7 separate regions of the Mus musculus genome follow, and all the other regions are linked to region 1. The links are chromatin contacts, called in public Hi-C, HiChIP or PLAC-seq, Micro-C and promoter capture Hi-C maps. All regions are on one chromosome and are shown on one strand. The core of a region is the stretch at or near the end of the contact, and the rest is flanking DNA. Distances in the headings are between cores, read along the strand shown.

Region 1 (3,975 bases), core at 829-3,328:
ATGGAGTCTTTGCCTCATACTCACAAGGCCGAGCATGGTGTCACATACATATAGTCCCAGTCCTCTGGAGACGGGGACAAGAGGATCCTCAGTTCATAGAGAAGTCAAGGCCAGTCTGAGGTAAAGAGAGACCATTCCTGGACAGACACATCACTACTAGATCTGGACATCTGACACCCAAAAGGCTTAGCAGAGTCTTCAGAATCTTCAAACTTGCTGGCTGTGAAAACCCTTGATTATAGTATGCAGGAAGCTGAGCGCAGCGAATTGGCTCGTTAGCTGTCAAGACTACCAAACTTGCTTCAGTAGAAGAGTAGAAAATGATTAGATTAGATTAGATTAGATTAGATGATACTGACGACACGACTGTTCCATGCGAGAGTTAGGGGAAAGTCTTTATCTTATTTCTAATTGTCGATAGGAGAGAGAGAACAGCCAAAGCCATCTGGAAGAGTGCAGAGCACAGGGAGACAGGGAGAAAGGCTGAACAGGGCCCGCAGACTGGGCGGGGCCAGGGCTATCTGCAGGTATTCCTTCTACGCTCCGCCCAACAGTTACCTAGCAACAGCCAGGTAGGTCTGGCTTGCTATAAAAGGGCCTGTTTGGCCCACCTTCCTTCTTTCTCTTCTCTTCTTTCTCTTCTCTTCTCTTCTCTTCTCTTCTCTTCTCTTCTCTTCTCTTCTCTTCTCTTCTCTTCTTCTCTTCTCTCTTTTCTCCTCTCTTTTCTTCTCTTCTCTTCTCTTCTCTTCTCTCCCCTTCCCCCTCCCCCTTCCCTTCTGGAACTCTTCAGTGTCACTCTCCGAACTGTCCCGCACGCTTGTGAGAAAATCAAGAAACGAGGAATCAAACACAAGATTTGGAAAGGGAAGAAATTAAAGGTCGTCCTATGTTAGTATCTCTGGAGTGGCCCCTCAGCACCTGTAAAACCTGAGAGCAGAAGAAACGAGAAGGGAGAAAAGCAGAGGAGGAAGGGTGTCTACCCTAAGAGCCCTAGGCTTCCATTCTTCCTAATACAGGACAAACGGCTCAGGGGAAAGTTTACAAAGCGCAGGCCGAGCTCGCGAGGAGACGCCCGGCGCCTCCCTCTCTCACTCCCGCAGGCATTCCGGGCATCCTGTTAGAATGGCCTGAACGCCCTCTGCTCTACACGGCCCGGACCCACGGTGACCCCGGGACCACGGTGAAGCAGAGACAGCCGGCCCCAACAACCAATCCTGGGAGGAGTGGGCGGTGCCTCGCGGCGCGGAGGCGGAGCTGTTTCTCTGGCAACGAGCCCGCATCGCGGAGGGGGAGGGGAGGGCGAGGGAGGGGGGAGTGGGCGCGGGTGTCACTGTCGTAGCTCGGCGGGCTAGCAGGCTCTGGGCTCCAGAGCCTGGTTGTGCGGTCAAACGGGCGTCCGTCCGCGTTCCCGGTGCCAGTCCGAGTGCCCCGAGGCTGAGGCGAGGAGCTAGCCGCCTCCCCCGCTGGCGCCGGGAAGCGTCGCTCCTTCTCGCTGACCTTGGTCTCACTTGCCGCTTCGCCCTTGGCCACACTCAGTAGCCAGCACATGGTCGGAGAAACCTGCAGACAGGTCCCCGGTTAGGCCGAGACCCGCGATACAGACACACAAACTGCTGTTGCCCTTCCCGCCGGCTCCGGGGCGTCGGGTCGCCCCCACCCCCCGAGGCCCGGGAGATCCAGTCCAGGGTTAATGCCAACGAGTTTCCACCTCCAGCCGCTCCTAGAGAGGCCGCGGCGCGAGCCAGCGGGGGGAACTGGCCAGGGACGGACACTTCCTGTGCGGGGGGAGGGGGCAGGGGCGCAGTAGCCCGGCCGGGGCTAGGGGCCGAGACTAGAGGGTCTCGGGCTGGGAGTTGTGGCTGGGGGACGGCCGGAGGAGTCGCCTCGCCCCTCACCTCCGAGGCCACGACGCGCGGGGGCCGGTGAGGGCCACGAGACAATCGGGGACCTTGGGAGGGGGGCGGGGCAGCGGACAGGGGCGGGGCCGGAGAGGCCCAGGGTCAAGACGTCCGGCCTTCGCGGCCGAAGCCAGGCCGCCCGGTCTCCTCGGAGGCTCTGAACGCGCGGGTGGCGAGGGCTCGGGGCTCCAGGCACTCGAACTGGGTCGTAGGATCGTCCGCCATCGCCACCGCCGCCGCACTGGGAACTGGCAGGGATGGAGCGGGAGGCGTCGTCGTGGGGCCTGGAGTCCCGGGATGTGCACAGTCCCAACGCAGTGGGCAGCCCCGAAGGGTCTCTCAAAGGTGAGGGAAGGACCGCGCCTCTTAGGAGTGTGCCAGAAAACTGGGCTGTGGCCTGCGGGAGGGAAATAAGGCCGGAATCTTAAACACTTGGAAGTGGGGTGGAGGGTGGAGACTGAGTGCCCCGGGTCTTTAGAGGGGAGGTGGTACATTTTGTCACCTCACTTGTAGGGGCCAATGACCCTGCTTGGGGAGTGGGAAGAGAATTTTGGGACAATTAATGGACCCAATGACCTTCCAGACCCCCATTCAATCTGGATTTTCTGTAATTCTCAGATCCTGCAGGCAACACAAGTGAGAATGAAGAAGGGGAAATTTCTCAGCGAGAAGGCAATGGGGACTATGAAGTTGAAGAAATACCTTTTGGGCTTGAACCCCAAAGCCCAGAGTTTGAGCCACAAAGCCCAGAATTTGAATCCCAGAGCCCCAGGTTTGAGCCTGAAAGCCCAGGGTTTGAATCCCGAAGCCCTGGGTTTGTGCCCCCAAGCCCTGAGTTTGCACCCAGAAGTCCTGAATCAGATCCTCAGAGCCCGGAGTTTGAATCCCAGAGTCCTAAGTATGAGCCCCGAAGCCCTGGCTGCCATCCCAGGAGCCCTGGCTGTGAACCTGGGAGTCCTAGGTATGAACCCAAAAGCCCTGGGTACGGTTCAAAGAGCCCCGAATTTGAATCTCAAAGTCCAGGGTATGAATCTCAGAGCCCCGGGTATGAACCGCAGAACTCTGGAGATGGCGTTCAGAATTCTGAGTTCAAAACCCATAGCCCTGAGTTTGAAACTCAAAGTTCCAAATTCCAGGAAGGTGCAGAGATGCCTCTGAGCCCCGAGGAAAAGAATCCCTTGAGCATCTCCCTAGGAGTCCACCCCCTGGATTCCTTTACTCAAGGGTTTGGGGAGCAGCCCACAGGAGCGCTGCCTCCATTTGACATGCCTTCGGGGGCTCTGCTGGCTGCACCCCAGTTTGAGATGCTCCAGAATCCACTGAATCTGACAGGAACCCTGCGTGGGCCAGGCCGTAGGGGTGGCCGGGCCAGGGGTGGGCAAGGCCCTCGACCTAACATCTGTGGCATCTGCGGGAAGAGCTTTGGACGAGGCTCGACCCTGATCCAGCACCAGCGCATCCATACCGGCGAGAAGCCTTACAAATGTGAGGTTTGCAGCAAGGCCTTTTCCCAGAGCTCTGACCTCATCAAACACCAGCGCACGCATACAGGCGAGCGGCCCTACAAGTGTCCCAGGTGCGGCAAGGCCTTCGCTGATAGCTCTTACCTACTCCGCCACCAGCGTACCCACTCTGGCCAGAAGCCCTACAAATGTCCACACTGTGGGAAGGCCTTTGGCGACAGCTCCTACCTCCTGCGACACCAGCGCACCCACAGCCACGAGAGGCCCTACAGCTGCCCCGAGTGTGGCAAGTGCTATAGCCAGAACTCGTCCCTGCGCAGTCACCAAAGGGTGCACACTGGGCAACGGCCTTTCAGCTGTGGCATCTGTGGCAAAAGCTTCTCCCAACGGTCAGCACTTATCCCCCACGCCCGCAGCCACGCCCGTGAAAAGCCCTTCAAGTGCCCAGAGTGCGGCAAGCGCTTCGGCCAGAGCTCAGTTCTGGCCATCCATGCCCGCACCCACCTGCCAGGCCGCACGTACAGCTGCCCCGATTGTGGCAAGACCTTCAACCGCTCCTCTACACTCATTCAGCACCAGCGTTCCCACACAGGCGAGAGGCCGTACCGCTGCGC
Region 2 (3,975 bases), core at 986-3,485, 500 kb after region 1:
GAGGCGCTGCCCTCACCTGAGCACCTTGTGGGTGATGTCATCATCCGTGATCCCGCTGTACGTCAGCTCCTCATTCCACACAGGGTTCAGTGTGTTCCTCTGTGTCTTGGTTTTTAGCTTATTGGCCTGGGGCATGGGGGACAAAGGGTTCTGATGCATGGACCCTGCCAGCCCCAAAGGTGGGGGTAGGAAGGGACCCATAAACCAAGCCGGTCCTGGAAGGAGACATACCTTGCAGGCTCCTGGCAGGAGGTGAAGCTTTACATAGGGGTCAGCCAGGCCATTGAAATCCATGGGCTTGAGGCCCTGGAGGACAGGATGCAAAGGGGACTTTAGACCCCCAAGCCTTTCTCCCGCCTCCTGCAGGACTAGATTCCCCACAGAGTACAGTTCCAGAGATGCAGAAGGAGCAGGAAGGAGTACCTCTGATTGGGGGGAAGATGGAACCTCTCCCCAAGGGTGACAGCCTAGGAAGGAGGGATACACACCTTGGCCCTGAGGATTCTACAGTGCAGCATGCAGGAAGCCTGATCATAGAGAAGGTCAAATTCCAGTGTGCCCAGGGCGGCTGCAGAAAAAGGGCAAGGAGAGAGAGAGAAGGTAGTATGAGTCTTTGGTCCAGGTCAAGGTGTGAGACCTGGTGGCTAAAAGGATGTGTCCACATCTCTGCTGGCCTGCCAGTGTATGTGCAGGAGGCTGAGCAGCCATGTGCATGCCTGCGTCTAGGTCCCTGGCTCGGCCGCAACTGTCTGTGTGGGTGGTGGAGTGTCTCAGCAGAAATATTGAATATTGAGCCTTGCTGAAGCTGTAATCTGCACCCAGACTGCAGCTGTGGTGGCGGGACTGCCCTCCCTCCTCCCCATCCTCCACGCACACATTCAGGAGGCTGCTCTCTCCCACAAGCTCACTGAGCCCCCAGACTCACTGGTATCATCCGAGTCGTAGCTGTCTACCTCAGCTCCATCGTCGGGTGTAGTGGCCCCAAGGAGAGCCGCAGGGGGGGCCAGAGCCAGAGGGGCCAGATGAGCTGGGGCTTCCCCGCAGCCCGTGCCACCGCCGCCGCCGCCACCCTCTGGTCCTGGCCCCCTGCGAGGGAAGTAGTCGGAGATCTGGCGGATGGGCCTGATGGGTCCAGGGCACACGTTGATGGCCATGTGCTCCTGGATGTTGATGGTCATGCGATCGCCCCTGCGGCCCCTCATGCAGCACCTCTGACTGGGAGACGGGTGTAGAGCTGGAGTGGCCGGCTGGGGTCTGTAGGAACCTCACTGCCCTCCCTTCCTGGGTGTCGAGGGAAAAGATGATCTGCGCTGGCTGGTGGGCAGGCAGGAGGCCTGGCTTCACAAAGGGCTGGGTGGGTTGCCAGATCAGTCCTAAAGCAGACAGGTCGTGACTCCCCCTTAACCCTGCTCACTACCTGCACATTGTCCCTCTGTCACCTTTCCAGGGTTTTCCTCTCATCCTGGGCTCTCCCTCTGTCCCCATCCCCTCAAGTCCTCCAGGGACCCCACAGCTTCCCTCCTTTGCTGCTTGCTCTGAAGCTCTGGCCATCTTCTGCACCAGGCGCGGGGCTGGCCAGGGTGTCACCCACCCCTCTAGGCTTCTCTTCACTCAGCCCAAGCTTCTGCCTGCCTGCCTGCCTGCCTGCCTATCCCTAACCCGGGTCATCCGTTCTCCCAAGGTAGGGACCCCCTGCCTCGTTTTCTCCGCCTCTCACCCTCACCCGCGCTCCCCTGGCCAGTCCAGCCCCCGCACCTGTCCCTGAGCCTCCAACAGGTGCCCGGCACGGGCGGCCCGTGGGCGCAGGCTGGGCGGCGGCGGCGACTGCGGCGCGGCGGGCGAGGACCGAGCGAGAAGCGGCGCGGGGCGGGAGTGGCGGGAGCTGCTGCGGGCGGCCGGGAGGGGCGCGGGGCGCAGAGGGCCAGACACGGGCCCCAGAACGCACGCGAGTGCACACTCGACACGTGTGCTCGTGCTCACGCCCGCCCGTGAGCCTTGGGCCAGCTCACACGCGTGCACACTCACCCGAGAACTTGGCGTGCACCTCCGCGAGAGGCGCCCGGTGTTCCCCAGCTCCTCCCGGGAGACCCAGGCCCCCGCCCCGCCGCGCAGCCCTGGCGCCTCCCGCTGCCCCGCCTCTCGCCTTCGCTGGCTCCCAGGGCTCCAGGGCCCGACCACCCGGCCTGGTTGCCATAGCGACGCTGGTTTCCACTCACACCCCCATCCTAGAAAGCACCAGAGGGGAAAGGAAAGGGCAGCTGTCCTACCCCTGGGTGTCCGTGGGTGTGGCTTAGAGATCCGCAGTGACCTAGGGACCCGCCGGCGAAAGAGGAGAGACCTGCTCCTGCCGCTCTGGGGAACCACATTCGGAAGAAGACTGGCTTTCCCATCCCTCCTTCCATCTTGTGATTCAACTCAGCCCTTAGAACCTAGGTCTCTTTATCAGACCCACATCTCCCACCACCCTCTGTCATCTCCAGTTCTGTCCCTCGAACCTTCAGTTACCACGAACTGCCTCCTGCCTCTCGCCACTAGCCTTCTGTCTTGTTTTTTAAATATCTTAATGGGCATTAGCCAGATGGGAAGCTTGGGTTGGCCTTGAACTCCTGACTCTCCTACCTCACTGGGATTACAGGCTGTGTGCTAACAGGAGGCTTCAACCCTAACCTTTGATTTTCTTGCGTCCTGAACTTACCTCCTGGAAAGACCAAATCCTCAGAGAGGCCCTTCAAGCCAAGAATCCCCTGGCCACAGCTGGCAAGTAACCTTCAGTTTCAGAGCATTGCCGCCACCTCTAGGATCCTTTGCTCCTGAAAACTGCCTTCCGGGTCATTACAGTCACCTGATCCTAGCAGTCTTCTGGAGTGCACACACACACACTCACACACACACACACACACACACACACACACACACACACTTATATCTCTCTATATTCCTCTATCCATAACCCTTAGACTCAGCTCTGATGACAGTTTAAATCTCCCTGTTTACAGCCGGGGAGTTGCGGCAGAGAACAGGGGCTGATTCATCTCGGACCGGCCTGACACTAAGTCAGCCTCACTAAATATTGGGACTCAACAGAGAAATTCTTCTGCCCAACATGTGACTATGCTTAATACTGACTAACTGTACACTTGAACATTGTCCAGGCCTGCGGCCCCTGGTACAGTGTATGATCCCTAACACCAAATAAAAAAGATAACATGGGCTGGGCATAGTGGCACACAATTTTAATCCCAGAACTCGGGAGGCAGAAGCAGGCGGATCTCTGAGTTCGATACCAGCCTGGTCTACAGAGTGAGTTCCAGAACAGCCAGGGCTACACAGAGAAACTGTCTCTGGAAAAAAAAAAGAAAGAAAGAAAAAGAAAAGATAACATGGTAGTCGTTACATGTAAATTTTACATGTTTGTATTTTAAAACTTTTTTAAAAGAATACTATAAAGTCACATTATATAACACAATACCAGTCACCTATGAAATGGGCAAAATTCAAGTCTCAGCACTCTTAACTTACTAATTAAATGAGTTAATGGCACTGCTGGTGCAACTGGTCTGACACTGGATCACAAATACACATGCTCTTTGGAACTCCAGCTCCGACCTTATCCTAGCAATATACCCAGCAATATACACAATAATAGTTCAAGATTCTTACCTACAACTTTTTTTTTTTTTGAGATAGGGTATCTCAGTATAGTCCTGGTTGTTCTGGAACTCACCGTGCTTTTAGACCAGGCTGACCTCGAACTCAGATCCACCTGTCTCTGCCTCCCGAGTCCTAGTATTAAAGCCATGCACCACCACCAACTGGCTTACCTACAACTGCTAAAAAGAAAACAAATGAAATGTTCATGAATGGGAGGCTGGTTAAATCAGCTATGACATAATTTCCCATATCAAAATAGTATATAGCCATGAAAAATGAGGCTTCTGAGATACACACACACACAGTTGTCTTCATCTTCTCTCT
Region 3 (3,975 bases), core at 498-2,997, 480 kb before region 1:
CTATAGGTAAGCTCTGCCAGCATGGTTTTTCTCTGTGTTCTTGGCTCTGGCTTATAGCAGTGCCTTTCTCTGAGATTCCCTGGTTTACAGGTATAGGTGAGTGGGTACTACAGGCATGAAGATGCAGGAAGGTACAGTAGGCCAAGATGAGAACCTAGGCTCAGTGGGTGAAGTGTACCTGAGTCAGATCTCCAGCATCCACACAGAAGCTGTGTACAAGAGCACACCTCTATACCCCTGTAAGCCTGCAGGCCCCAGAGGCACAGAAACAGGAAGGTCCCAGCTCAACCAGTAGATCAAAAATGGTGTAAGGTTGGGTTCAGTGCAAGAGCCTGTCTCTAAAACAAAAACTACAAGTAAGCAGGGCGTGGTGGTGCACACCTTTAATCTCAGCACTTGGGAGGCAGAGGGAGGTGGATTTCTGAGTTCGAGGTCAGCCAGGGCTATACAGAGAAACCCTGTCTCGAAAAAACAAACAACACAAACAAACAAAAACTACAAGTAAGGTGGGGAATGACAGAAGCCACCCAACACTGACCTTTGACCTACATGTGTGCACATGTACAAGTGAGCACACCTACATACACGTGTACGTAAAGTCAGAGGGATTAAAAAGGAAGAAGATAACTTAGCTCCCAGGAGCCCTGACTGAGGGTCACAGATCAGAGGAAGAACTGGAGGGAGGGGGGAGGCAGAACTCAGAGGTTAAGGGCGTGGGACGTGGGGGGCGGGGGCAGGCGAGGTGAGGAGACAAGAAGAGAGTCTTGTCTTGGCTGTAGGAACTGTTGAAGGTCACAGACGGTAGGCCCTGCCTGCCATGACACAGATGAATGGTGTCTTAAGGTAGTTACTGGGTATTTGGCAAAAGCAGGGTGGAAGCCCACCCAACTGGGAGTCCAAACCCCACTGCCATGAGAAGAAGAACTGAAGTAATATTTAAGGATAGGATGGAAGGAGGGAGAGCAGAGGGTGGCAGGCTCTCTGGACCTTCTGCAGCACCAGATTCAAGATTCTACACCCCCACCACCACCAAAGATTCTACTCCCAGCAGACATCTTCCTTCCTTCTGCATCCCCATCCTCACCCCAACCCCCGGCTTGGGGGATGGAACCCAGGGCCTTGCAGGCAAGCATATACCACTGAGATTCACTCTAGGCCAAGATAAATATCATTTTTAACACAGTCATCCAAAATCCCAGACCAAAAGTCTCAGCAGGTAGTGACCACTCTGTTCTTGGGGGTTGACAAGCTGAGATCCACCAGTGCCAGGGCACTCTCAGGTAGGGTGACAAAGGATGTACAGAACAAGCCCCATGTCCTTCTCAGCAAGCAATAGCCACATACAGGGTCAGGTTTGTTATTTCTAATGCCCAAAAGACTCTTCCGCAGAGCCGAAGGGACAGGATAAAAGGAAGTCCTGCGTAGGCTCACAGACACTCCGCTCCTCTCAGGTTAGTCCCTTAGTTCATTGCCTTAGACCTTCTCTGACGGTCCACCCCAACTGCAGTTTACCCAGCATCTCTATCCCTGCCTCTGCATCTCTCCGAGCTTCTTGGGCTCCCCCCTCCCAACTTCTGGGCCTCCCCAGTGCCCCTCCCTTGGGTGCCCCTCCCCGGACTACAACCCCCAGGCGCCCCCAGCCCGGGGCGCTGCGCATGCCCCCTGCTCCCCGCCCCCTCCGCTCCCCCTCCCTCCCTTCCTCCTCACCTCCCTCCGCCCCCCTCCCCCGCGCCTCGGCTCCCGCATCCCTCCATCCAACCCTGTGCCGCAGCCGCATCGCCACCGCAGCCTAGGCAGAGCCCAGTCGGCCCAGGCCCCTGTCTCTGCCTGGCCTTAGCTCCCCGCCCCCCCGCCGCGCACCTTATCCGCACATCCCTCGGAGGTCTAGCCCGGTGCCCCCAGACCCCGGCCTCCAGGACAGAGGCAAGAGGCAGAGAGCAGCAGCGGAGGCGGGAGGACGAAGAAGGGGAGGAGGAGCCCGTCGCAGGATGAAGGATCGGACTCAGGAGCTGCGGAGTGTGAGCTAAGGGGTGGGAGAGGTGGGGAGGCGGGACCCTGTATTTGGGGAGCGCTTGGGGGATGGAGTGGGGGAGGTTCTGAGACATGGGGAGCAAATGATGAGACTAGAGGTTGGAAGCCAGGAGCCCTCACATCTCCTGGCACCTGGTATCTCCAGTGAACCTGCAATTGGAGGACAGTGGCTGGAAGGAGTTGGAGGCCATTAAGACACAAGGGGGCAGGAGAGGTCTCAGGGGCCTGGGCAGCCCAAATGCCCGGGAGGACCCTAGAATCTAACCTGGGGGTGGGAGAAAGTGAATGTCAAGAGAGGATTGGGGGACACCATCATCCCCTAGAGCAGGCTTGTCAAATTAGGCGGATGGAGGGGGTGGTTGCTGGCCAGGCCGGGTCCAGGAGGACCCAGATTTGGGATGCTATGGAGGACACAGGTTGGAACTAGATGCCAGCACCTGGCAGTGAATGAAGTGTGTGGTGGTACTGGTGGTGGTGGTGGTGGTGGTGGTGGTGGTGGTGTGTGTGTGTGTGTGTGTGTGTGTGTGTCCACGCGCACGCGCACTGGTATGTTGCTCCGTGGGGAGAGGGCACTGCTCAGAGGGGGAGTGTGTGTGTGTGTGTGTGTGTGTGTGTGTGTGACTGAGTTCCCCTGGGCCAGAGCCTCAGCTTAGGTGACCCCAAAGGTGAGAGAGGAGAGAAAGATCCATCCACCAGGTCACAGAATTGGGTTGTGTGACATAGGCCACACAGTGCTTGGGGGAACTGGAGCATGGGAGCAGCCAGGGGCAGGCTGCTGGAAGCCAGGGGCCAGGCTCCAGGCGGTTGGCCAGCAGAGCTGGAGGAGGAAAGGTGGGGGGCTGCAGGGGAGGCTGCTCTTTGGAGGGACTGTGCTCGCCTGCTGAGAATGGTTTTGGGCAGGGAGGGTGCCGAGACATTTTAAGAATGACATGAGCCCAAGGAGCTTGAGGTTCCAGTTTGCTGTGTGACAGTGGCCTCTGGATTGGGATATGTCAGAATTCCAAGGGATTGTTACTCTACGTGACAGATTGGGAAACTGAGGTTCAGGGATGGGAAGGGACTGGCCCAAGGTCATCAAGCAAGTATGTGTGTGGTACAGGTCAAATGGCTCAGGGGCCTCCAGGCTGCCGAGTTGACCATGGGACTACACCCTCCGGCCTTTGAAACACAAGTTTTAGAGTGTTGTTGGAAGCCTCCAAAGGTTGGGCCTGGAGTTGGGGACCCTGGTTCACAGGCCATACGGGGAAGGAACACAGTGGCTCTTTGGAGAGGAAGTGGGGAGAATGAAGGAGCTGACTGTGAGGGAGGAGATGTGAAGGAGTATTTACTGCGTGAGGAAAACCATAGTAGCAATGGCAACTGTACTGTGTGTGTTTTATAGGAAATCACCTCTGATTCCCGGCAATCTTATGAGGCTGGTGTTAGCATGATCTCATCTCACAGAAAAGGGAACAGAGGCTCAGAGACATTAAGGAACTTGGCCAAAGTTACAGAGCTAGAAAAAGGCAGGATTCAAACCCAGACCAGCAGCCTCAGTATCCTAACCGCCCCCCCTCCAGGTGCAGTTTGCAAAGCAGGTTGTCATGGCAATCCCATTAGATCCCAACCAACTTCCTGGTAAGGTAGACAGAGAGTCTGCCTTGTCTAATATTCAGGAAAACTGAAGCCCAGAGGGTTTAAAGATTTCCCCAAGCCACACAACTAAACAAGGGAGAAAATAGAATTCGAACTCAGATCTCCAGCAGCCAAGAATATTCCATGACTCCCAAACCTAGAGAAATGCGATAAGGTGGGGGTGGAAGTGTGGTATAATTAGAGGGAGAGGGAGACAGAGTGGGGAGAACTCTGAGTGAGTCAGGGCTCCCTGCCCAGAGGTGAAGAAACCTGTGGCCAGGGCTGCCGGAGGGGGTGGGGGTGGAGGAAGCCAGGTGGCTAGGGCAGTAG
Region 4 (3,975 bases), core at 417-2,916, 460 kb after region 1:
AGAAGCTGAAACAGCCTAGACTGTGGAATGAATCCAGCCCAGAGGAACTGGAAGCTCAGAGAACACTGCTAATTTTCCTTTGGGCCAGGCCTCACCACCCATCTTTTTACAATAGGAAACAGTGGAGCCTATTCACTCGGAAGTGGGAAAAGGCATCTAGCTTTTTGGCTGCTGGTTGATCCTAGAGTTCCAAGGCTACCCCAGTGGGATTGAGTGCCAGAACCTATCCCTAGATGTCGCTTCCTCTGATTTTTGAATCCTTGCAGAAATTCATCCAGGGGTTTTCTTACCTGTCCTGTTTTCTTCCTTTTCTCCAGGTACAGGTCAAGTTCTTGGGGCCCACTTCTGAGTTTAGAAGACCTATTACAAAAAGTGAAGAACTAGACTGTGGGAAAATAAATGGCTTTTGACTACTATTGTGTAAGGTACTTACTGGGGATTGGATTAAAGTAAATACTGGGGACTTTTCCTTGTTGACGTAAAAGAATTTTTTTGTTTTGTTTTTCGAGACAGTTTCTCTATGTATCCCTGGCTGTTCTGGAACTTACTTTGCAGACCAAGCTGGCCTAGAACTCAGAGATCCTCCTGCCTTTGCCTCCTAAGTGCTGGGATGAAAGGCACATGCCACCACTCCATGGGGGCTTTTCTTTCTTATTGGGTGTGCTCATGCCATGGCCCGTGCATGGGGGTCCCAGAGCAGTTGTGCTCTCTTCCTCAACCCTTGCATGGGTTCAGGGGATAGAACACAGGTTACCAGCCTTTTCTCAGCAAGCACATACTTAGTCATTTTGCTCCTGTCCAATTTTGTGGCACTGTGGGTTGAATGTAGAGCCTCGCCTACACTAGGCAGGCAAGCACTCTACCACTGAACAGGCTCCCCAGCCTTGTTTTGTCACGTCTCACTATAGAGCCCTAGCTGGCTTCAAATTCAGAGATCTGCCTGCCTCTACCTCTCAAGTTGCTGGGATGAAAAGCCTGGGCCCCCTGGCCTGGAACTCAAAATCTTTGGATGTCACCCTCTCTAGTTTCCTGATGATTAGCGTCTTGTTACCCTTGTTGACCTTAGTTTGAAATACAAGTTGGCATAGGTCACTTAAAACTGTGGCCGTGTTGGTGGATTTGCTTTGGAAAATATTTGTGGTTTTTTGTTCTTTGTTTGTTTGTGTGTCTGTTTGTTTTTTGTTTTTGATACTGGAACTCCATTAGGTTACATACCCTGCAGAACTGGTATCCTCCTGCCTCAGCCTCAGCTTGCTGAGTGCTGGAATTGTAAGCATTAATCTAGCACTATATACTCTTTAGACACACTGTGAACACAACTGTGCTACTTTGTCATTTGTTTTCTTCCATGAACTTAAATTGATGTTCTGTGTATGAAATGCTTAATGCGTTTTGGCAAGTTATACAATCCTACTGGACCTCAATTTTCCAGTAGGGATTTGACCCATTGGGTTTTCCGAACTTTGGCACATCGTTCTCGCACTTGGGAGCTCAGGTTTAGTTTAGATACTTGTGAACATAATAATGGTCCGGTTTCCCGCCTTTCCGGCGCCCAGCTGCCAGCAGCCTTGCTTTACTCCTTTCAGCCTTTACCCTGCACGCAGGCGCAGACCACAGCTTTCCTTCCTAGAGCACCCCCTCAGAGCTTCCCCTAGCAACAGGCTCAGTCGCAGCGCGAAAGCGTGGCGGGCGCATGCGCCACAGCTCTCTCCACCAGCAGTCCTTGGACCGCGCGCTTGGGCTCCACCCCAAGCAAGCCAAGCCTTTCTCCTCTCCTCTTCCCACCAAGGATCCGCGTGGCGGGGCGCGCGCGCACTTGGGCTCGAAGGCAGCTTGTCGTCTGGGCCGCGGCGGCTACTGGCGAGGGGCGGGGCTATTTCCTTTGGGGCCCCACCCCTTTGGCCCGGCGTGCATACCGCGCCTGCGCGCTCCCGCCCGGTCTCCATCTTGGAATTGGGAGGAAGAGAGAGAGGGAGAGAGAGGGAGGCCGGGACGAGAGCAGGGCTGTGGTGCGGTGAGAAGCTGAGACGAAAAGGAAAGGGAGTGAGGCACAGGGACCATCAGCAGCGCCTCCGCTACAGTCCTTCAGCTGTTCCGGAGAGAGAGGACGGGAAAGGGAGTAGGCCAGGGCTGGAGTAGGGGCTGTCACTCTCGGACCCCAGCCTTAGAGGGGCCGTGCAGCCGGGCGTCCTCGGGGTGGGCCCCTTGTCGTGGCCGAAGACCTGGGGCTCAGGCCCCTGGGTCCCAAATTTTGGGGCTTGGTCCCTTGTTTCTCAGATACCCAGGTATCAAACCCTCGTATATCAGATATCTGGGACCCAAAGTCCCAACCTTTACAAACCTGGGTCTCTGTTTTATAGAATTTAAAATACCTGGGATTCAGGACCCTGTGTGCACCAATATCCGGGGTTCATCCTCCAAGCGATCAGATATCGGACTCATTTTTAGCCCTTGCAAATATACGGGGCTCAGACCCCACAATCGGAAATCCGGGATTCAGCAACTGTCGCCCTCGAGTTGGGGGAGGACTGGACCGCGAGGTCAGATCAGGTTGTCACCCCCTCCCCTCCAGGGGAGGCTTCCCGGGCCCGCCCCTCAGGAAGGGCGAAAGCTGAGGAAGAGGTGGCGAGGGGGAAGGTCTCCTTGCCCCTCTCCCTGCTTGTCAGAGCAACTGGAGTACCCCAGGCGGAAGCGGAGGCGCTGGGGCACCATAGTGACCCCTACCAGGTGAGAGACATGGGTGTATGGGCATGAGCCCCTCTGGTCAGCTCCATGCCGAGAAGCTGGGGCTGGGTAGGCCCTCTCCTCAGGATAGGGATTCCTGTTGGGCCCATGGTCAGTCTCTGGCCAGCCCAGTCTGCTTCTGTTGCTACCTCTTCTCCCTTTCTCTTGCCTTCATTGTGTCTGGTTGAAGGGGTACTCTCAGGTGACAGGGCCTGTCTTGTCACCAAGGGTCACGCCCTAGGATGCTTAGCCAATCAAATGGCTTTCCACCTTTCTAGTCTTTATTAATTTTGCCCTCACAACCACCTCTTCATGATTTTATTATACTCTTTTTTTTTTTTTTTCCCCAAGACTGCTCTAGGGTGTTGATTCCCATGTAGGTGGACTGGCTTATTTATTTATTTAGATTGAGACAGCCTTTCTGTAGCCCTGGGTGGTCGATCTGGCCCTGGAGTCCAGTCTTTAACCTCTTTACAGTTTTGACTACAGGTGCAAGCCACCACACTGGGAACTTATATTTTTTTCTGGCTTGGTTTAGTTGGAGTTTTTGTCCTTGCAAAGGTGTGTGTGTGTGTGTGTGTGTGTGTGAGGGGGTAATATTTCCTCCAGCCCTGTCTCTTGCTGAGATGGTGTAAATAATCTCATATATTTGTCAAGTGACCTATCCTTTACAGAGCGCTTTTGCATACATTTTTTTCCATACTACATACTCCTACTCAACCTGTGGGAACTCTTATTATTGTCTTCCCATTTTACAGTTGAAAACATTGATGCTCAGCAAAGTTGTTCAAGGTCACTGAGTGACAGATTCAGGATTTTAACTCAAGTCTTGTCCCTGACTGGATACCCACTTCTTCTGAGCCTGGGCTTGATGAGGGACCCGCGGGGGAATGTATCAGGGTGAGGTTTAGAAATTGGGGGTGTAATGATCTTCCTCTCCAGAAGGAGCTTTTCCTGAGAGGAAGCTCTGCTTTGTGCTCTTCCTCATGGGTGTTTTTCTAACGTGACCTTCATTTTTACTCTGATCCCACACTTTGGCCCGTGTTCCAGAGATAGTTCTCTCTTCTAAAAAGTGATGGCTTTAGCCTTTTCTTAGCTGTTGAGTTAGAATGAGCCCCTCTCTGTGCCCCCTCGCTCCCAGGAGTAAAGCCTCTGGCAACTCTGGAATCAGAGAAGGAAAAGCCATTTGTTTGGTGTCTACAAAGTGCTCTGAGTATGAGTGAGATCTCCTGTAGCGGGATTTTGTAATCT
Region 5 (3,975 bases), core at 556-3,055, 460 kb before region 1:
TGTCCCTGTCCTTACCAACATAGACCCGACCGTGCTCCACAGAAGCTGGGACGGCCCGAAATAGACGACCTCCAAAGCGCAGTCCCTGGTAGTAGAAGTCTCTCATGACCTGATGACCTTCACCATAAATGCCCGTGGGTCGAAGGGCACATGTCACCAGGGGTAGCCCTCCATTGACCTGGTGGCAGAGGGGAATTTTGAAGTGTACCCACCCTCTCCACCGTGGGCTGGAGATGGATGCAAAGAAGCCTGGGACTCAGGCTCTGCCCCTGCAGCTCAAGTCCCATCTTTGCAGTGTACCTTCCTTCCATTGGCCTCGAGGACCAGCTGCTCAGCAAGGGCTTTACTGCATGGGTAGGGATGGCTGTGGACTGCCTCATATGGGGTATCTTCATTGCCCCTGGAGAGGGGAGAAAGAAGACTGAGTGCTGGAGGGAAATGGGCTCTAAGATTAAGTGGGGCTGAGCTCACCTGTAGAAGGGGTGGCCCTTGATGTTAGGCCCCACCACTTCCATGCTGCTCGTGTAGACCAGGTACTGAGTGCCAGTCTGCACACAAGCATCAATCACATTCTGTGTGCCTATGGAGGAAAGGGACAGACGCAAGCTGTGTCTTCCCGCCTCTCACTCCTTCTGCCCCCCCCCCCCCCCCAGTGTCCAAGGAGAACCGCATCAGGTCAGGACAGGGTTCGACAGCAGTAAATGGACAAGGTTATCAAAAAGGACAGGCCCTCCCATAAAAATCACTGGTCAGAGGCAGGCCACACACTAGGGGCCAACAGGTAGGTAGCAGCTCACCCTGCACGTTGACTTTGTGGATGGTCTTTGGACTGGCCTTCCCAAACACATCCACCAACCCAGCTGTATGGATGACCACATGTGATCCAGACATGGCTGCTGCCACCTCATGGGCCTGAGTCACATCCCCCTGGATGGCAGTCACCTGCACAGGCCCTGGTGGAGACCCGAGGCAGTGTCAGAGCTGGGGCCTTAGCCAGCTGCTGAGTTTGGCCTGTCCACACCCTGGAAGCCACATGAACCAATGACTCACCCGGCCCCTCTGTCTGGTGGAGAACAAACAGGAATCATCTTTTCCATAAGCTGAGGTATCCCAGTCTGGGAAGGGATGGGGCCTCCCTACCTCCTGCTACTGCCCCACTCCAGTCACCTGCTTTCAGCTCCTCCAGCCAAGAACTCAGGTGCAGGTCAAAGACACGCAGCTCCCGGAGCCTGGGCTCCCGTTCCAGCAGCATCCGAACAATATGTTCCCCCAGGAAGCCGCAGCCACCTGTGACCAGGTATACCAGTGTTGGCACCTGTGCAGAGTCTGCCATGCCCAGCTGTGGGAAGAGAATTTAGCTCACTAGAATTGCCTGGTAGCACCTGCTCCAACCATGTGTTCTTCATAGAAGGGATCATTAGGTGGGAGCAGTGTGGGTGGAGAGGCTGAGTAGCAGGGGTGGGTTGCAGTTTTCTGTGCCTGTAGCACTAAGGCTCCCTGCCCTCTGACCCTAACTGCTGAGTCACTAGAATTGGATGCAGAATGGGAGGGATTGAGGCGGGTGGGGGGAAAAAAAAAAAAAAAAAAAAAGACTAGATTACTAAAGGACAGGCAGAGAAAGCAAGGAGTTGAATAGGGAGGTTGGAAGGGCGCAGGCTAAAAGGCAGGCCAGCTGGGCCTCAGTATCAGCTCTGCCTACCTGTAGTAAGTCCCAGGGCGCACAAACTGGCCACTGGAGGAGGTTGTGTCCTGGACTGGTGGACCAGCTAGATGTACATAGGCTTCCTTCCTTCCGCTCGCTCCTCCCTCCTGACCCATTCCAGGAAGGAGACCAGCCTAGCCTCCACCCCTAGGGGCGGGCAAGGGGGTTTGGAGGGAATTTTCTTGCCAGAGTGCCCCCTGGTGGCCAGTCCACTCTTCAGTGGCAGGCAAAGGACAGAACCTGCCCATTTGGTAGTGTATTTCAGGATAATAGGGTAGGGAAGGGATGCCCCCATCACTGATATGTTTGTCCCTCCTGCTGGGTCTCCCAGTAGGCTGAAGGCCCAGCACCAGCTATGGTTCTGGGAGGGAGAGCAGGGTAAACCTGATCTTGACATAATTCTGGCTAGCATCCATAGTGAGACAGATCTGGCATGTTTGTTGTATCTAGGTGGTTGGTCCAAAGCAGCACTGCGGTCTGCAGGTTGATTCACCCCAAACTCAAAGCCACCCATTCCCCCTCTCTCCTGCTTCACCCACTGTGGCAACTTGCATCCCAGTCTGCTCTTCCCAAAGATACTGACCAAGCATTTTTGTACAATAAAGTTTAATCACAATTATAAAAATGTGGTGTTGGGTTTCACTATTAACATTATGTACAATCCAGCCCAACAAGAAGGGCCTGCCCCCCACCATCCTGGCCCACTGAGCCAGAGCCCTGAGACACCAGGGTGGGAGGGTGACCCACAGGGTCTGGCAGGAACAGATGAGGCAGGGTTCCAGGCACAGAGTTCCCAGGACTAGGGGCCAAAGGCCCCCCCAGGGGGAGAACATGGCCACTGCCCCAGAGACCCCTAAACTGGGGCGGGGTGCACATAGGGCAGAAGGGGAAGTCCCCATTAACATGAAGCAAAGGGCTATGCAGCCCCCAAGAATAGCATCTATACAGGCTGGTACCCCAGGTTTCCACAGGAAACAGCTGCTGGCAGCTACAAAACATTTACAGCTTCTTCTTCGCAAAGAAAAAAAAATTAAGAGGGTGTTTGGGCATGGGGCATAGGGGAGGCAGCAGATGCCTCAAAGGACTGAGGCTCCCTTGTTGGCCTCAGTGCTCCCTATCCCACGTGAAGGTGGGGGCAGTGGGCCCTGCTGAGCCCAATAAGGCTGGGGTGCTGGGAGCTTAGGGCACCAAGGGGGAATAAATAGGGGTGAGGGCACCGGTCCTGCCCCACCTCAGTTGAGGGAGCCACGGCAACTTTCAGTGCCGCACAGACACGGAATCTTGTTGTCTTCTAGTGGGAACTTGTAGTCGTAGGTGATCTCCTCATCCACGCCGATGGGCTGCTTCGAGTAGATGACAATCTTTTTCTGAGACTCAATGGTGATCACCTTCGCATAGCAGTTGGGCTGCAGGAGGTGGGAGTGTAAGCCACAGCCCCACCTCACCCCTGCCCAGCCCAGCCCCGGCCCAGCCCTGAGCGCACCGTGCAGCAGTGGTTGATGAACCTGGCGAGGTTGCCACACTTGGTGGCATCAATGATGGTGTCGTGATCCACCCGGAAAAGGTAGCTGCTGCCAATGCCCTCCTGCACGTAGCGCTTTTCCCGCATGTCCGCTACCATCTGTGAGAGTAAGACACGCCCTAAGACTTCAGCCACTGCATGGACTAGACTTGCTCCCCTCTGGCCAAGCCACCAGTTCCTGGGCCCATGTTGACTGGGTCGGCATCTGAGTGTACCTGCTCCCACCCATTCTGATCCAAAGTCAGCAGAAGGGGACTCTGGGGAAACCAGCACTGGCTCTTCTGAGAACCTGTGTGGCCATAGTGGATGGAGTCCATAACATGCTGTGGGCCCGGGGCAGCTTCCGAAATGACAGTGGCCATGCCTTGAATTGAAGCCTTTCCTAGGACTAGCCTTCATACACAGGCACCTACTGGGCAGCTGGTGAGAGCAGATGGCAGATGGTCTGTGCCAGGACAAAGGCCTTGTGCTGCAAGGGGCAGCTATTCCCAGGAAATAGGTAATGCAATTGCCACTCTCACTAGGTGACCTCCCCCTTTGCAGAGTTCTAACCACCAGCTCTGCAGTGAGGACTCCTTCCAGGCGTCACTCTCCAGCCAAATCTACCTCCATAAGAGAGTGGGATGCCATTCCTACATCCCTAGGATCCTGAGCCTCACGTCTGTACTGAACAAATCTTGACCACACTCTGTCCCTTCTGCCCAAGCACATTCCTAGAAGCTAACGGCGAAGGCCTGAGAAAGGACTCAGC
Region 6 (3,975 bases), core at 573-3,072, 420 kb after region 1:
CGACCCGTCCCGCAGGTAGTTGAGAATTGTGCCAAAGTGGCGGCCACTCCGGTCAATCAGCACCCAACCTGGTGGGGTGGGAAAAGGCAAAAGGAAGGATGGCTTGCTGGAGGCACTGGGGCTAATACATTGTTAGAAACTGATTCCAACGCCATAGGAAAACCTATATATGCCTGGCGCCACACCCCTTTAATCTCAGTATCTGGAAGGCAGAGGCAGGTGGATCTCTTGAGTTTGCGGCCAGCCTGGTGGTCTACAGAGTGAGTTCCAGCAGCCAAGGTGACATGAAAAAAACCCTGTGGGGACAGGGAGGCAACAAGAACGACAACAAGAAAACCTAATACTTACCTGTTTCAGACCTCTGCCATGTTCAAAAACTGTTTCAAACATCTCCAGTGTATCATACACACACCTGCCACGGAACAGATCCCTCCCAAATCTGCTGGGCAGTCAGAAGGCTCTCACCGTGGGAACGTTGTTTTAAAGTCAGGATCTCATTATGTAACCCAAACTGAGTGTTAGCAGTATAGGCAGGAGGCACCAGGCCCAGCTCACCATGGGGGAGATTCTTACCAAATTACCTTATCAATAAATGTAACCCCTTGTATTCATTTTAACCATCTAATTTAATGAAAAATGCCCACTTCAATCCTCCGGTTCACAACGATGAAGTAGTAACATTACTTGGAATACCAAGAATTACTGTGATTACATGAGATTTTCTTGCTTACTGGTCATTCCTACTCCATGCCCTCCCCAACTCCCTGCGGGGTGTGGGGCTAACTCCCCAAGATTCATCATTTCCCTTTACCAAACTTTCTCTAGCAGTAACTGACGCATCACAATACTAATCAAATAAGTGAATTTTCATCTTCGGTATTTGAAAGCCGAACTTCACCTCCTAAGTGTTTGCTTTTATCTATGTTAAGCCCTTCCCCTTAAAGCTATTCTACAATAAGTGAGTCCCAAATTTAAGGCAACACTCCCGAGAAGGTTAAGGTTCACCTGTCAAGAAAAGCTGCGCCCTTCACTTCGCATTCATGGATGATTCCTAGAGTGCGGGCACTGGGCACTTGTATTAGAGACAGACCAAATCTTTCCGTTCTCGAGGCTACCTGGGGCGGTTCTACCGCAGAGAGGCAAACAAAAGGCTGGGCAGTGGGAAGTAAGTGATAAAGGTTGTTTGAGGGGTACTGCTTGCAGTAGACCTGGTTCCTTGGCTGTTTGAACTAAGGGAAGAAGAGCAGATAATCGGCAATGGAGCGCTTGGCAGATGTTACTGCTGGAAGTAAAGGATTGGGGAAAGAGAGAGATTCTGAATTAGGAAAAGATAAGATGGGACTAGGGAGCCTGGAATGAACTGGGAGCTGGAGGGCAGCACGTGTACCGGCGGCACGCATACCTCCCGCGTCTGTGAGCACTTCAACGCGGCCGCTGAACATGGCCTTGAGCATGGTGTCCTGCCCCGTGAGGGTGCGCAGCGTGGTGTAATGCAGCGAGCCGCCCACGTTCAGCTTCACATACTTGCTGTTCGGGGTGAGGGGCTTCAGACTGTACGAGGGGGAGCCAGGCTCCACACTCGAGGGGCTAGGGGACTCCAAGCATTCGGCCGCAGCCGGCGCCGGGCCCGAGGCCTCGGCCGACATGCCAGTGAGCGGACGCGGGTGGCAGTCGGAGGCCCTCTCTGCGCCCCGGTCCGGTTCCCTGAGATCCCGCGACTCCAGCGCCGGCGCCCGGCCGCTCGGCGCACACGCCCACTCTCCACAGCTACTCCGCGACGTCCACCAGCCGCCCCATCGCGCGCTCTCTCCACCCGGAAGCCGGCGCGCGGAGCTGCGCAGGCGCGGCCAGGCCGAGGGCCGCGTCTCGGGGGCGGAGCCAAGAACCGGGGCGTGCGCAGTCGGTGGCGCCGTTGCAGTCCAGCCTGCGGGTTGGGGGGTGTGGTGTTCTGAGAAAACGTCTAAAGGATCCTTTGCCCCCTTGTTCATGTGGATGGAGAATACCGCAACCCGTGACGATTTCAGCAGCGCTTCATTCGCGTAAAAAGAAACAAGCGCAGAGGCTGAAGGTTGAGTATAGTTTTCCTAGCCCAGCTCAGTGCACTTGACAGACTGTTAGAAGAACCGTCAACAAAATGAAAGTTCACCGCGCGTGGTGGCACACACCTCTAATCCCAGCACTCGGGAGGCAGAGGCAGGCAGATTTCTGAGTTCGAGGCCAGCCTGGTCTACAAAGTGAGTTCCAGGACAGCCAGGGCTAAACAGAGGAACCCTGTCTCGAAAAAACCAAAAACCAAAACAAAAAAAAAAAAAAAAAAAAGAAAAAAGAAAGTTCTCCAATGAGGCCATAGGGTTTCCAGGGGACTCACAGGTTAGAAGGCGGGTGCAAAGAGTTCCCTGAAGGGAAAAGGATAGAGACCTGAATTACATATAACTAATTTTAGCCCTGGAGGCTGAGGCAGAGAGATTATGAGCTCCAGGGGATCCTGGCCTATACAGTCTTACCTATCTCAAAGCAAAAGGAGAACCATTAGGCAGGAACGTGGCGATTACAAGAATAAGACTGGACAAGCTAGTGAAGGTCTTAGAATCCCAGCTGTCATGAGACCTTCCAAGGAACCCCAAAAGAGAAGAAGGTATAGGGCATTGTGAACAAGAGGTGATAGCTGAGGTATTTAACAGCCTGCCCTAACGTCTGGAAGGGGTTTTGTCTTGGATGTTTAAGCAAAGTCAAACCAGGCAGTGTTGGCTCACACCTTTAATCCCAGCACTCAGGAGACAGAAGCAGGTGGCTCTCTGAGTTCAAGTCCAACCCTAGTCTACATAGAAAACCCCTGTGTCGGGAGAGAGTTCCAGTTTCTCTTCTCCAACTCTGTCACCAGCTGACTGGAAGATCTGGGCAAAGCTCCTCTCTCTGGGTCTGGTTGGTTCTTTTGCTGCTCAGTCAGGGGTACAAATCTAGTGTTGGCTCTGGAGAGGTAGCAGTGTGGAGAAGCAAAGTGGCTGTTAGAAGATGTTATCAAGAAATGTGTCCGGCACTGAAGAAACTTGTGTTCTGCCAAGAGGGATTGCCAAGCCTGCTCTCCCTACCAGGTGGAGCAGTGAGAAGGTAATTCTTGACTGGAACTTGCTCTCCTCCCTGAAGCCTTGCTGTTGCCAGGACTGGCCTAGCACCCATAGCGAGGCTGTGGCAGTGGCTTGGTCAGCTCAGTTTTACAAAACACCAATTTCAGGCAAATTCACACTCTGGTGGATAAGAAGCATATTCCATAATCATATCTGAACACAAAATGACCGAATATAACTCTCTCCTACAAATGCTAATTCTTTACTGTAGGAGGCATGGGGGAGGGGTCCTTGCACTCACAGATAAACACTTGGGGAATCTGTAATGTTAAGCACAGAAAGTTGTTCCTTCAAGGGAAGAAATGCTATACCTTGCAGAAGGCTGGAACCAGCCGTTAACTAACCTGGTGACCTTGGCTCTCTGTTTGGCAAGAGACTTCCAGCACCTAAAGAGAGTTGTAAATTTGTCTTCCACAGACAGTCTTTTTTTTTTTTAAGATGTATTTATTTATTATATGTAAGTACACTGTAGCTGTCTTCAGACACTCCAGAAGAAGGAGTCAGATCTCGTTACGGATGGTTGTGAGCCACCATGTGGTTGCTGGGATTTGAACTCCTGACCTTCGGAAGAGCAGTCGGGTGCTCTTACCCACTGAGCCATCTCACCAGCCCCAGACAGTCTTTAAAAGCTATCTTTATGTAATTTACAGAGTTTTGATGGAGTTACATCTGACCTGTATTTAGTTTTCTTTGTTCCTCAAAGAGATTTTGGTATGTTTTTTGTTTTGTTTTGTTTTGTTTTTAACTCAAATTCGAGTTAATTATTACCAGAATAAGTTTTCACCAAGTTGTGATGTGCTTAAATATGGATAAAATAAACTAGTTGGGGGTCAGACTTTCCAAATTTGAA
Region 7 (3,975 bases), core at 525-3,024, 330 kb before region 1:
GCCTGCCTGTCTTGACTGTGTACACATGAGTGCAGTGACCGTAGAGGCCAGCAGGGGGCGTGGGTCCCTGGGATTGGAGCTACAGTTTACGAGCAGGTGCTGGGAATGAATCTTGTTCTCTGGAAGAGCAGCCAGTGCCTCTGCCTGCTGTGCCCCTTTCCAGCCCCAGTCAGTGCATTTTCAATAAGGCAGGTTACTGTTTAAAAGGGAGAGAAAGCAGTTAGGTGTGGTGTTGCACATCTTTAGTCTTAGAACTTGGGAGGCAGAGCCAGGAGGATCTCTGTGAATTCAAAACCAGAGTGTTACTACCTTTAATACACCTTTGCAAATCTGAGCCTGGCGGAACAGCCCCTACATCTCAACATATCAGAAGGTGCAGAAGGATTTCAAGTTCAAGGCCAGCTTGGACAGCGCAGCAAGACCTGGTCTGAAAGCTAACAATCAATACAATCTCAGGCAAAAATAGGATTCCCTTTTTATACCCCCCTGGGCTTGTGCTACCACACTGTCAATGCGCCGACACTCTTCCAGGCTGGAGTTGTTCCTCCTGGACCACAGTGCATCTGCACCTGCAGGGCCTCTCCAGAATGAGATTTGACTCTGGGTAAAGGCCTAGCTGCAGCATAGTAGTTTGGATGTTTTTGTTTGCTTTGTTTTAGAAAATTTCTCACGACATAGTACAAACTGTCTTCCAACTTACCATCCTCCTGCCTCAGCCTCTTGCCTCCTGAATGCTGGGAGTCTAAGCACGCCCCACCCCCACCGTGTCTGGCAGTTTGCGGTTGAGAAGAATGAGTGTCTGTCTACTTTTCAGGCATTTAACCAAGTGAAATTGTCATTATTATTATTGCTCCGTGATAAATCTCTTAGTCTGAATTTCGCTGTCATCGTAATTCAGCAAACTGCTCAAGTAAATTTTGTTTGACTTTAGGTTGCGGTATGACTGAGAGCTAACAGACCCGGGCTTGTTATAATCGCTCTCTGTCATCACTCACGGTTGAGAATCTGCCTTCCAAGTTAAGGGTAGCAATGACTGGGGTCCCAAGGCATGCACTCCAGCTAGGACTTCAAGGTCATGTAGGTCACAGCTTAAGCAGCTGAGATTCCTTGGTCTACCCGCACCATATCTTCTACTAGCAATGAGTTCAGCACTGTGCTCGGGCCCAAGCTCCACCAGACCAATCCCCTACCTCTTCTTTTCAGGTCTGTTTCTTGCGGTCATTCCCAGTACCAGTTAGAACAGTCACAGTCCAATCAGAAAGCAGAACCACACCAGGGAAGTTTAGCGTACAGAATTATTTGGGGGTATCCTGGCCCACAGTTGTAATCTCGGTCCTTGGAAGGCTGAGGCAGGAAGACCAAAAGTTGAAGGCCGATCTGGGTTATGACAGTGAGACCTTGTCTCAAACGAAAAAGAATTATTGATAAATGACTGAATGTAGGAGCTAAAAAGAATTCCAGAGGATACAGAAGCTATAGATATCAGGACTGGCCACTGTCCTTGATGCTGAATGTTAGAGAGGAGTCCTCTTCCCGGGCTAAGATCCAGACTTCATTTGAAGGAACATGACAGGTTAGTCACTGGTGTGCTTCAGCAGTGGGGTGTCCTAAGAGCCTGTCGCATCAGCAGAGTCAGGTGAAGCACTGGAGAGCTTTACGGGGACTCTAGCGAAACTAGGCTGGCATTGCCCATGTGATCTGCTTTGGGAATGCCTGCCTGTCTTTCCCAGCCCTGCTGGAAGGGACATGTCAGAACAGGACTCGGGCGCTCTGGCTGTACACATGCAGTGTGAGAGAACAAGACTGCGAGAAGCTGCGTCATCCATTGCCTGTAGGACAGTTGCTATAGAGACCAAGTGCCGGAGAAAGACTGCTGTGCCAGAGATCTCTAAAGAAAGCTGCATCAAGGTCAAGGTGTAGTGTGTGTGCAAAGATATCCAAGTGTCAGAAATCCGTGCACACAAGTGCAGGATATGGCCTGGAGTTTGGATGTTGGGAGAGGATGTGTGGTACAGGGCCTGCAAGGGCTCTTTGTTTCAGACATCCATCCATCTAAGGCAGAGGACCTCCAGGATGTCCCCATCCATGGACTGGCTCAGCAGAGCTGTGATGAAAGACAAGAGAAATGAGAGCTCAGAAGAAGCAAGCCGAGCAGCCACGTCCTCTTACACTGTGCCTCTAGCGCCCTCTACTGGCGAAGCTTAATGTGATGCTCTGTGAACCATCTAGATGTGCCATGGTCAATCTTAAAGAAGGAACCAGAGGATGAGCTTGGAAAAACAATAAACTGAATCCATACAGATGCCCTGTGTCCCACAGACCCTCAGGCCAATGTGGGAGCAGGGGAGGGAACCGTGAAAGGCTTGGGGACTTCTCTCTAGAAAGACCCATGAAAGACCATGTCCCTGAGGAAAACACAGATTAATGGCACTGCTGGCCATCTGAAAGAAGCAAGCTCAGGGTCATCTATGCATCAGTCTGGCGCAGACAGCAGTTATGTGGACCCTGGAGAATGATCACATACGGCCACACACTCCATCAGGCAGTGACTCCCATGGCAGCTGCTGTGTGGAGCAAATCAGTACAGCTCTTGATGTTTGGTGTGATCCTGGCCTTTTCTCCGTGCAAAGTATATCCATCAAAAGAAGGGTTTCACGGCGGCATTGGCTGCAAAGGAAGAATCCGTTTTCCCGTGGCTCCCAAAATTCCAGGGCTTGTACCCCAGTGGGGAGTTTTATACATTAGGTAGTTTAAGATGTGTAAACATAGCTGGGCGTGGTGGCGCACGCCTTTAATCTCAGAATTTGGGAGGCAGAGGCGGGTGGATTTCGGAGTTCGAGGCCAGCCTGATCTACAGAGTGAGTTCCAGGACAGCCAGAGCTACACAGACAAACCCTGTCTTGAAAAAAAACCAAAACAACAACAACATGTGTAAACATGTGTCCTTCAAGGTGAATGTCAGGCTGCCCTCATATATCTGGTCCCCCTTAACAAGACTTGATGTTTGAGGCCGATTTTTACATCAGAAGGAACATGCTGGCTATCACCTGGGGAGTTACAGGGATCAGAGCATGGCAAGGCTCTGCGGCAAACCCAAGTTGCCATTCATGCTGCTCTGTGCCTGCACTTGTGATGCGGCCAATGCAGACTCAGTCAGTGTCCATACAGACGATGGTGCTTGCCTCTATCAAGCACCAATGGAAGAACTCTTATTTATTTATTTGTTTGTTTGTTTACTTACTTATGAGACAGGGTCTCACTATGTAGCCCTGGCTAGTCTGGAACTCATTATGTAGACCAGCCTGGACTCAGAGATCCTCCTGCCTCATCCTGTGCTGGGATTGAATGTGTATCACCAATTTGACAGAGTTTTAAAAAATTATAATTCAATTTATGTGTATGGCTGTTTTGCCTGGATGTGTGTCTATGCACCAGTGTCCTGTCTGATGCCTGGGGAGGTGAGACAGGGGTGCTAGGTTCCCTGGAACTCGTGACAGATGGCTGTGAGTGACCATGTGGGTGCTGGGGTTGGAACTCGGGACCTCGAAAAGAACCACCAGTGCTCTTAACTGCTCAGCCACATCTCCAGCCCTTCCCCCTTAAAAAACATGCATTTATTTTATGTATGTGAACTTTTTGTTCTCATGTATGTGCCTGGTACCTTTGGTCTCTTGGAACTTGAGTTATAGGCAGTGGTGAGCTGGCATGTAAGTGTGGGGAACTGAACCCAGGTCCTCTGAAAGAGCAGCCAGTGCTCTCAACCGTTGAGCCATCTCTCTGGATTGCAGGCCAACACCTTTTTATAGCCCTTAATTTCACTTGGTGCCATTATCATCCTGAGACTGGCTTGCTCTCTGTGCTACTTTCCCCATTGCTGGAAGAGCACCCAGCAGATGCAGCTCACGGGGGCTTTATGTCTGCTCACAGCTTCATAAGCTTTATAAGTCGCAATGTAAATATCTTGTGTTTTCCAGT

Evidence for each region. Promoter capture Hi-C pulls out the DNA fragments that hold promoters and counts their contacts. Hi-C and Micro-C count contacts between places; a contact is called where the count stands out from the background. HiChIP or PLAC-seq counts read pairs in DNA pulled down with a chosen protein or histone mark.
Region 2: a Hi-C map of adipose-derived mesenchymal stem cells shows a contact between it and region 1, with 5 times the contacts expected there. The contact joins the promoter of Doc2a here to the promoter of Zfp768 in region 1.
Region 3: a contact with region 1 is called in a promoter capture Hi-C map of frontonasal cranial neural crest. The contact joins the promoter of Stx1b here to the promoter of Zfp768 in region 1. A contact is called at or near these places in 5 of 39 promoter capture datasets (cranial neural crest, frontonasal cranial neural crest, hematopoietic stem and progenitor cells and 2 more).
Region 4: a FOXA1 HiChIP or PLAC-seq map of pancreatic cancer cells shows a contact between it and region 1. The contact joins the promoter of Taok2 here to the promoter of Zfp768 in region 1. A contact is called at or near these places in 2 of 115 datasets of contacts at active chromatin or transcription factors (memory CD8 T cells and pancreatic cancer cells) and 3 of 9 other capture datasets (adipose tissue, liver and pancreatic islet).
Region 5: a promoter capture Hi-C map of embryonic stem cells shows a contact between it and region 1, with 3 times the contacts expected there. The contact joins the promoter of Hsd3b7 here to the promoter of Zfp768 in region 1. A contact is called at or near these places in 2 of 39 promoter capture datasets (embryonic stem cells and pre-B cells) and 2 of 115 datasets of contacts at active chromatin or transcription factors (bone marrow-derived macrophages and extraembryonic endoderm stem cells).
Region 6: a Micro-C map of embryonic stem cells shows a contact between it and region 1, with 3 times the contacts expected there. The contact joins the promoter of Kctd13 here to the promoter of Zfp768 in region 1. A contact is called at or near these places in 2 of 39 promoter capture datasets (embryonic stem cells and liver) and 2 of 484 Hi-C or Micro-C datasets (embryonic stem cells and liver).
Region 7: a contact with region 1 is called in an H3K4me3 HiChIP or PLAC-seq map of stem cell-derived neural progenitor cells, with 4 times the contacts expected there. The contact joins the enhancer-like site here to the promoter of Zfp768 in region 1. A contact is called at or near these places in 9 of 39 promoter capture datasets (the HPC-7 cell line, HPC-7-derived erythroid cells, cranial neural crest and 6 more), 1 of 484 Hi-C or Micro-C datasets (bone marrow-derived macrophages), 7 of 115 datasets of contacts at active chromatin or transcription factors (acute myeloid leukemia, bone marrow-derived macrophages, kidney and 2 more) and 1 of 9 other capture datasets (embryonic stem cells).

Annotation. Positions count from the first base shown.
Region 1 is chr7:127,343,417-127,347,391 of GRCm38.p6, reverse strand. Zfp768 (zinc finger protein 768) reads left to right here and starts at 2,078. Exons shown (of 2, transcript NM_146202.1): 1 at 2,078-2,243; 2 at 2,517-3,975. The coding sequence starts at 2,156.
Region 2 is chr7:126,845,813-126,849,787 of GRCm38.p6, reverse strand. Doc2a (double C2, alpha) reads right to left here and starts at 2,235. Exons shown (of 11, transcript NM_010069.1): 1 at 1,756-2,235; 2 at 926-1,373; 3 at 489-568; 4 at 232-306; 5 at 17-126. The coding sequence starts at 1,202.
Region 3 is chr7:127,822,303-127,826,277 of GRCm38.p6, reverse strand. It overlaps Stx1b (syntaxin 1B), which reads left to right and starts at 1,747. Exons shown (of 10, transcript NM_024414.2): 1 at 1,747-2,018. The coding sequence starts at 1,989.
Region 4 is chr7:126,882,658-126,886,632 of GRCm38.p6, reverse strand. Taok2 (TAO kinase 2) reads left to right here and starts at 1,666. Exons shown (of 16, transcript NM_001163775.2): 1 at 1,666-2,727. Tmem219 (transmembrane protein 219) reads left to right here. Exons shown (of 6, transcript NM_026827.1): 6 at 318-414.
Region 5 is chr7:127,798,439-127,802,413 of GRCm38.p6, reverse strand. Hsd3b7 (hydroxy-delta-5-steroid dehydrogenase, 3 beta- and steroid delta-isomerase 7) reads right to left here and starts at 1,805. Exons shown (of 7, transcript NM_133943.2): 1 at 1,700-1,805; 2 at 1,168-1,339; 3 at 798-953; 4 at 472-580; 5 at 301-400; 6 at 16-178. The coding sequence starts at 1,333. Setd1a (SET domain containing 1A) reads right to left here. Exons shown (of 19, transcript NM_178029.3): 18 at 3,186-3,323; 19 at 2,292-3,108. The coding sequence ends at 2,935.
Region 6 is chr7:126,926,726-126,930,700 of GRCm38.p6, reverse strand. It overlaps Kctd13 (potassium channel tetramerisation domain containing 13), which reads right to left and starts at 1,822. Exons shown (of 6, transcript NM_172747.2): 1 at 1,403-1,822; 2 at 1-68. The coding sequence starts at 1,646. It also overlaps a transcript of Tmem219 not described here.
Region 7 is chr7:127,673,365-127,677,339 of GRCm38.p6, reverse strand. It overlaps a transcript of Bcl7c not described here. Among named protein-coding and RNA genes, the nearest start is that of Gm39090, 16 kb to the left of the region's middle. Within about 2 kb of position 1,774, at least 60 of the 459 cell types and tissues checked have an H3K27ac peak or open chromatin away from gene starts, as enhancers often do. A contact at or near this core is called in hippocampal neurons, neural stem cells and stem cell-derived neural progenitor cells, where this site is marked.